2 separate regions of the Gossypium hirsutum genome follow, and region 1 is linked to region 2. The links are chromatin contacts, called in public Hi-C maps. All regions are on one chromosome and are shown on one strand. Each heading gives the region's core, a stretch centred on a gene start, on an enhancer-like site or on the middle of the called end of the contact. The rest is flanking DNA. Distances are from core to core; before and after follow the strand shown. Region 1 holds the start of LOC107930147 (protein OCTOPUS). Region 2 has its middle 58 kb from the start of LOC107948870.

Evidence for each region. Hi-C and Micro-C count contacts between places; a contact is called where the count stands out from the background.
Region 1: a contact with region 2 is called in a Hi-C map of leaf, with 2.5 times the contacts expected there. The contact joins the promoter of LOC107930147 here to the enhancer-like site in region 2. A contact is called at or near these places in 16 of 34 Hi-C or Micro-C datasets (anther, cotyledon, fibers and 4 more).

Annotation. Positions count from the first base shown.
Region 1 is chrA04:75,768,185-75,771,527 of Gossypium_hirsutum_v2.1, forward strand. It overlaps LOC107930147 (protein OCTOPUS), which reads left to right and starts at 1,463. Exons shown (of 1, transcript XM_016861720.2): 1 at 1,463-3,343. The coding sequence starts at 1,667.
Region 2 is chrA04:75,666,523-75,670,154 of Gossypium_hirsutum_v2.1, forward strand. No RefSeq gene overlaps it. Among protein-coding and RNA genes, the nearest start is that of LOC107948870, 58 kb to the left of the region's middle. Within about 2 kb of position 2,294, at least 2 of the 9 cell types and tissues checked have an H3K27ac peak or open chromatin away from gene starts, as enhancers often do. A contact at or near this core is called in hypocotyl and leaf, where this site is marked.

The DNA.
Region 1 (3,343 bases), core at 213-2,712, 100 kb after region 2:
GTATAAACTAAGTTGTCAGATTATTCTGACATCAGCACATCTCTAATCAAGTGAAAAATGTAAGTTCTAGCATGATGTTCAATATCTTCAAGTGCTGGATTCATTGGGAGATGCTTAAATCAACTATTTTACCATGTGACCTTAACTCAAAGTCTAAAGAAATCAGACTTATGGTTAGTAATGTCACATCTTCTAACGTTATTGTTACTTTTTGTATAAGAGATAAAATGTATGAGTCTCGGGTCTCCATTAGTCAATCAGAGAGAGATGAATGTCGAAATGGACATAACTTTCCAAGGCTATCATTATTGAAATCAATGGCTATTAGGTGATGAATGATTCTACTATCAAGTGGATTTACTCCCATATTACTATGACAATAAACCATTAGAGAATCCTCCATTATTGTAAAATTTTGAGTGACATATCATTTTATGATTGAAAACATCTATTTAGAAAATCTTAAGTATGTATCATAGTATAAAATGTATAAAACGAATATTTTGGGTTTTCTAAAAAAACTAATGAGTTGGATGGAATATTTATAGATTTTAAGGTTAGGTTCATTTAGAAGTTTTTTAAAGAGGTGGTGAGGTGTATTCAAAGTTTCGTTTCTCTTTTCAAATAATCGGATATAGATTACTATTTACATATTTAAAAAAGCCATGAAGACCTTGACACCTACGGATGTCAAGTTCTATTTAAGTGTTATCCATATCCTTACAAAATTACATTATATTATTATAGTTTAAAACTTAAATAATTTATGGTGAACTTCATATCTATAGGTACTTTTTTAATCATTTCATAATGATTGTCTTGATTCTAATGGGATGCAAAAAGTTTGATGGCACATTACATATTACAAAACTCAAACCCTAAAAACACATTTTGAGAATTAACTTTTGAAGAAACCTATTTTAAGATTTAATTAGGGATAAGGCAACATTTAGTCATTAAACTTAGCAACTTTTCTCACCTTAATCCATAAATTTATTTTGGTCCACATTAGTTTTTAACTTGGCAAATTTCCCAATTTGGTCCCTAAAGTTGGATTCAAGTAAGGTATGTCAACGTGACACTTTGAGATTATTCCACGTCGCTACTTGGATTTTTTTATTTTTTAATTATATATATTTAAAATTTTCAAGTGATGATATAGTACAATCTAAGAGTGTCATGTCATCACACCTTGGGATCAAATTGAAAAAAAGTTACCAAGTTCTGGGACTAATGTGGACCAAAAATAGTTTAAGGACCAAGTTGTAAGAATAGTTAAATTTAGGGACTAAAAATTGTTTTATCCCTTTTAATTAAATATTTTACAATATTTAAGTGGAAAACCCTAACTAAAGTATACGTGTCATGGGTCACTCGCCGAGATTTTCTATTATTTATTTATTTATTTATGTCTTCTTCTTTTTACTATTTATCTTTATTTTCTAATTTTTTTTTCCAGTTACTACCATCATTCTGTTTTCTCTTTCTTTCTTGTCACTGTCTTTTGGAGCTAAACAGTATTGAAAGGCCCAATCCCAGAGGGAAAGGGGAAAACCAAATTAAACAAAAACTAATTTCTCTTACATTTTATTTTTTTATTTTATAATTTTATAATTTATTAATTTTCTCTGACTGAAGCTACTAATATGAGCAGAGCGCTCCTCTCATGCCACTACCGGTTATGAATCCCAACGTGGAGCCACCAGTTCCTGGGTTAGCACCGCCGCCACAACCGCCTCAGCCTCACCGTCCTTCTACCTCCTGTGACCGCCATCCTCAAGAGCATTTTACTGGCTTTTGCCCCTCATGCCTCTACGAACGTCTCGCTGTTCTCGAGCCTTCGTCTTCTTCTGCTTCTTCTTCTTCTCGGAAACCTCCCATCGCCGCCAGTACTTCAACCGCCACCGCTGCACTTAAAGCCATTTTCAAGCCTTCCGGAGGAGGTGGTACACAGTCCGGGTTTTTTCCCGAGCTCCGGCGAACAAAGTCCTTTTCGGCCTCGAAAAACGAGGGTTTCTCTGGTGTTTTTGAGCCCCAGAGGAAATCTTGTGACGTTAGGGCTCGAAACACCCTTTGGTCACTCTTTCATCAAGAAGCAACTGCAAACGGGAGGTCTTCTGAAGTTGCTGAAGCTGAAGCTCGAAATTTGGCTTCTTCGACTGTTGGTCAAGGTCCTGTTTTTGAAAGCAAAGAAGAAGACCAAACTGAGAGTGAAACCGATCACAATGACGACATAGTGATCGTAGAAGAACAACCGCCCAATGTGGCTGCTTCTGCTACGAATTTGATAGAAGAGAAAGTTGAAGAAATTGTGGAAGAATACGAAAAGGAACTGTGCCAAGAAGAGCAGCTGAAGCCCATGAAGGATCATATAGATCTTGATTCGCAAACAAAGAACGCTTCTGGACGAGATCTCAAAGAGATTGCTGGGAGTTTCTGGTCAGCTGCTTCAGTCTTCAGCAAGAAATTACAAAAATGGAGGCAAAAACAAAAACTTAAAAAGAGGGGAAATGGATGTGGGTCAGCGAGATTGCCAGTGGAGAAGCCCATAGGGAGACAATACAGAGAAACCCAGTCAGAAATTGCGGATTATGGGTTCGGGAGAAGGTCTTGTGATACAGACCCAAGGTTTTCCCTTGATGCTGGGAGGATGTCATTTGATGCACCAAGGATGTCTTTTGATGCAGCAAGAATGTCATGTGATGATCCCAGATATTCTTTTGATGAACCAAGAGCTTCCTGCGATGGATATCTGATGGGGAGAATGTTCCCAAGAATGCCCACAATGGTTTCCGTTGCGGAAGATGCTCCAGTTCATCATGTTATGAGGTCTGATACTCAGATCCCTGTGGAGGACCCGACGGCTATGAATTCTGTTACTGAGGAGGATGAATCGCTTCCTGGAGGGTCAGCTCAAACAAGGGATTATTATTCTGATTCTAGGAGAAGAAAAAGTCTTGACAGGTCCAGTTCTAGTAGGAAGACTGCTGCAGCTATAGTGGCTGAAATGGAGGAAATGAGGTCGGTTTCTAGTACAAAGGTTTCCCCTGCAACTGTTGATTACACCCATGGACCTAAGCCTGTCATTCCTGATAGGGATTCCAGGGATTCAAATTCTTTGAGGGATGATTATTCAGACACTTTTGAGATTGGCTTCAAAGATAATGCATCTGTGATTGGGAATGGGGAACAGAAAGAGTCATCTAAGAAGTCGCGGAGGTGGAGTAAAGCTTGGAACATTTGGGGCTTTATTAACAGGAAGAGTGTTAACAAAGATGAGGATGAAGATAGGTATTCTAGAGCTAACGGTGTGGAGAGGTCATATTCAGAATCTTGGCCTGAG
Region 2 (3,632 bases), core at 1,044-3,543:
TCCAGAAACTATCTTGGAAGTATGATTTTTATTTAATAAATCATCTTTTCTATTCTTTTAGAAAAAAACTATAATGATATATACAAATGATTACAAAATAAAATGTGAACAATGGGTTTTCTCGGAAAGGCATGTTGGGTCCAAATTGAAGGATTTTCCCCCCTTAAAGTGGGTCTATAATTCATTTATATTTTATAACCATTTTTAAAAAAGCAGGATTGGGAAAATAAAAAAGACACTAATCTGTATGTGCTGTGTGTTACGTGTGGGTCCAATGGACTCAATTATAGTCCTTTTTGCCACTCATAATTCTTTGGTAATGATGAAGAGCTTACCTTTTTCTCTTTTATCTACAGTACAAGACATGTATTTGCATCTGAATTGCTCTTTACAGCTTAATTATTTTCCTGGAAAAATGTTCCAAACAGAAGTATATCGGGAGGATAATATATGGTTTGTGCAACTACGGCCAATAATGATCTTAGTCCTATAATAAGACACCATTATTGAAGAAAAAAAAAAGCTTGTGGAATCCATAATTCTGATGCATGTTTTACAGTAAAACCTGTTCCCCATTTATAGCAGAATCATTAATCGGTGGATGAATAGATTATAATGAATTTATAATGTTAAAAGGACATGCAAAACATGAACATAAATCATGATAATTTCCATTAATAAGGTTACATTAATTGCCCTACCATGTTGTGTCAAAGGTCCTGTTATTATCATTGCAAATATTGGGTATAATTTTATATTATTACTAGAGATTCTAAATGCTGATAAAGATTTGAATTTTCTTCTTCTTTTTCCATTGATTAAAAAAAAATAAGAAAAGTGGAAATTTAAAAAGAAACAAAAGAAAGCTCATTCTCATTCTAACTGTAAAAGAAAGCTTGAGAGAAGAAAAACACAAGACTGCAAGAGTCTGAGTCTGATTACCGAATCTTCAGTTGTTCACTAAACAACAGCAAAATAAACTTAAAAAATTGCCCCCCCAATCCAAAAGCTCTTAAAACTCCTAATCTTTGTTTGCATGCCTGAAAAGTAGCCTCACCTGCTTTCCATGTCATCAGCTTTCACCACGTAAATACTGTTTATTTTTTTTCAGATGTGAACCCCTCTAATACGTTTGGCCTCCGACTCCATGGACACAAGAGAAGACCATGCAGCTTAACTTTAGCTTTGTGTCTACGCTTATATCTACCTAAATTCTTTTTTCAAATTATCAATTTTGTTTCATTTTATTTTTCAAGAATATCACATTAAATAAAATACATCAGCATATCAATTGAGCTGACATCGATATTATTGCTTATACAAAAGAATATGAGTTCGAGTGCACTGAAATAAATTATTCTCTTATTAAAAATTGAGAAGGAATTTTAGATAGTTTTAGGTATTATACAAAAAAAATTAAAAATTATAATACTACACTCAGAAAAAAAATATTTGGAGTAAAAATAACTGATAATTTAAATACTTTTATTTAAAAAAGGACCTACTTTAGAAGCTAATTTTACATGTAATCTTTGTGTTTACAGTTTACTTATCAAGATCAGTAATTCTCATGCATATTTTTTTTCCTTAAACATGGTGGACCCCAATTCTTAAAATTATTTTATAAATTAACCGAACTAAATTACAATTTTAAATAAATGACTCTCCGAAGTTACAATATATATGGTGAAGCGAATGTCAATAATCTCATGCTTTGCAACTTTATTTTTGAACAAACTTGCACATGTAAACTACAAATTGAGCAATAAAGTTTGAATTATGATATTCGAGGTGCCAACAAAAAAAAGTTTAATCATTACTCCCTTAAACTGTTTGCCTAAATTGTAATTGCTGATACTACCAAATCAAGACTAGAATCTTCATTTCAGACAAAATTTGGATAATTTGATAATTTATCCACATACATACATATATATGATTGATTGGAGAGAAAACAGACATCGCTTATAGTGGATTGTTGTGTTTTTTCAACTAAAGGTTTTATTTAAAAAAAATATATTTAATTTTTAATATGATATTAAGTAAATTTCTTTAAATATATTTAAAAACTTCATATAAAATATATATTATTTAATTTTGTAGTTCAAATAAGAAAATCCAATACTGGGCATGTAAGAGCTTTGGTGGGGACTGATCAAATAAGTTGGAGGACTGAAAATTGGCACAATACCAGATGGATATTGATGAAAAGCAAAATTTGAAAACAATGGGTGAATGTTCCCATAGTGGAGCAAGGATAGGGAATTTGGGATGATGGAAGCCTGGACCACTGCCTACACAATTGGAATTTTTGTCCCAAATCTGTGTGTTTTTCCCACAGACCTTGCATACATTTACACATCCACTTTTTAAATTGTATATATAATGTCTAGATAATCAACCGATACAAACAAAACTCAAGAAAGACAAAGCCTTAAATAATTCTATCTATGATACATCTATCTATTCATTGGAATAAAAAAAGGGAAAGTAAAGGTGGAGGGGACAACGGATGATCCCTTTATTCCTCATTTGATTTAGAAAGAAAATACTCTCGCTTATAAGTTCGCCACAGGCCCCCACAATCGCTCTCACTCTCCCGTCCATATAAATTTAAGGTTAAGTTGTAATTTTGAAATATATATTTTAGATTTTTTTAAAGAATTTAGTTATTCTATTAACTCGATAATTTTTTTTCATAGTGTTAAATGTTACCATATTAATAAGGGTGTAGTTAAGGGATTGGCAAGGTCCCAGCCTCCCTAAAATGCAAAAAAACTTCTATTTAGACTTTTTAAAAGTTTTTAAATTTTAAATTAATAAAAATAAAATTATATTTTGACCTCATTAAAAATGATAAAAAATTGATTTGATCCTTTAAAAATTATAAATATATAAACTATTAAAATAATGAAATTATATTTTTACTATTATAAAAATTATAATTTAGCTTCGGCCCCTAAAAAAGTTTCTGGTTTTACCCTTGTATACCAACAAAATTAAAAATAATTTTAAATGTATTAACAATTAAATTTAAATTTTTAATTTTAAAAAATTAATAAACTAATTTTTTTGAAAATAAAAGTATAATTAAAGTTTAAACGTAGTAAAATACAAAGACTTGGAACATTTCAAACCTAAATTCAAAATTTAAAAAGCATAATTGATATATTAGATATGTCATATTCAAATAGGATGAAAATAATTATGTTTAATTGAATTAAAGGCTCTTAAATTAATTTTTTTTGGTCGAATTAGATATCTTAACTTTTTTTCTATAACCAATATTAGTTCTTAATATTACATCCATTAAAAAGAGTTAAAACCAATCGAGAAGCACCACGTTACCACGACATTAAAATCTAATTAATTAAAAAACTTATAATAATATTTATATTAATGTTAAATAAAAATATTCCTCCCCTCTCCCCCTTTCCATCTTCTCCCTTTCAAAGTCCCCTTCCCCCTCCCCTCTGTTTTTTTCCTCTGAAGTATTGTTTTTATTGCTATACTTTTTACATAATATTCTGGGAGTTGGATCGGAATTTATTAAATAAGAAGCCACACAAAAAGCCTGAGAAAATTCCATTTTCTCTTTGATTCCTGGTCAGTCCTTTTCTCGGTCTACTTTT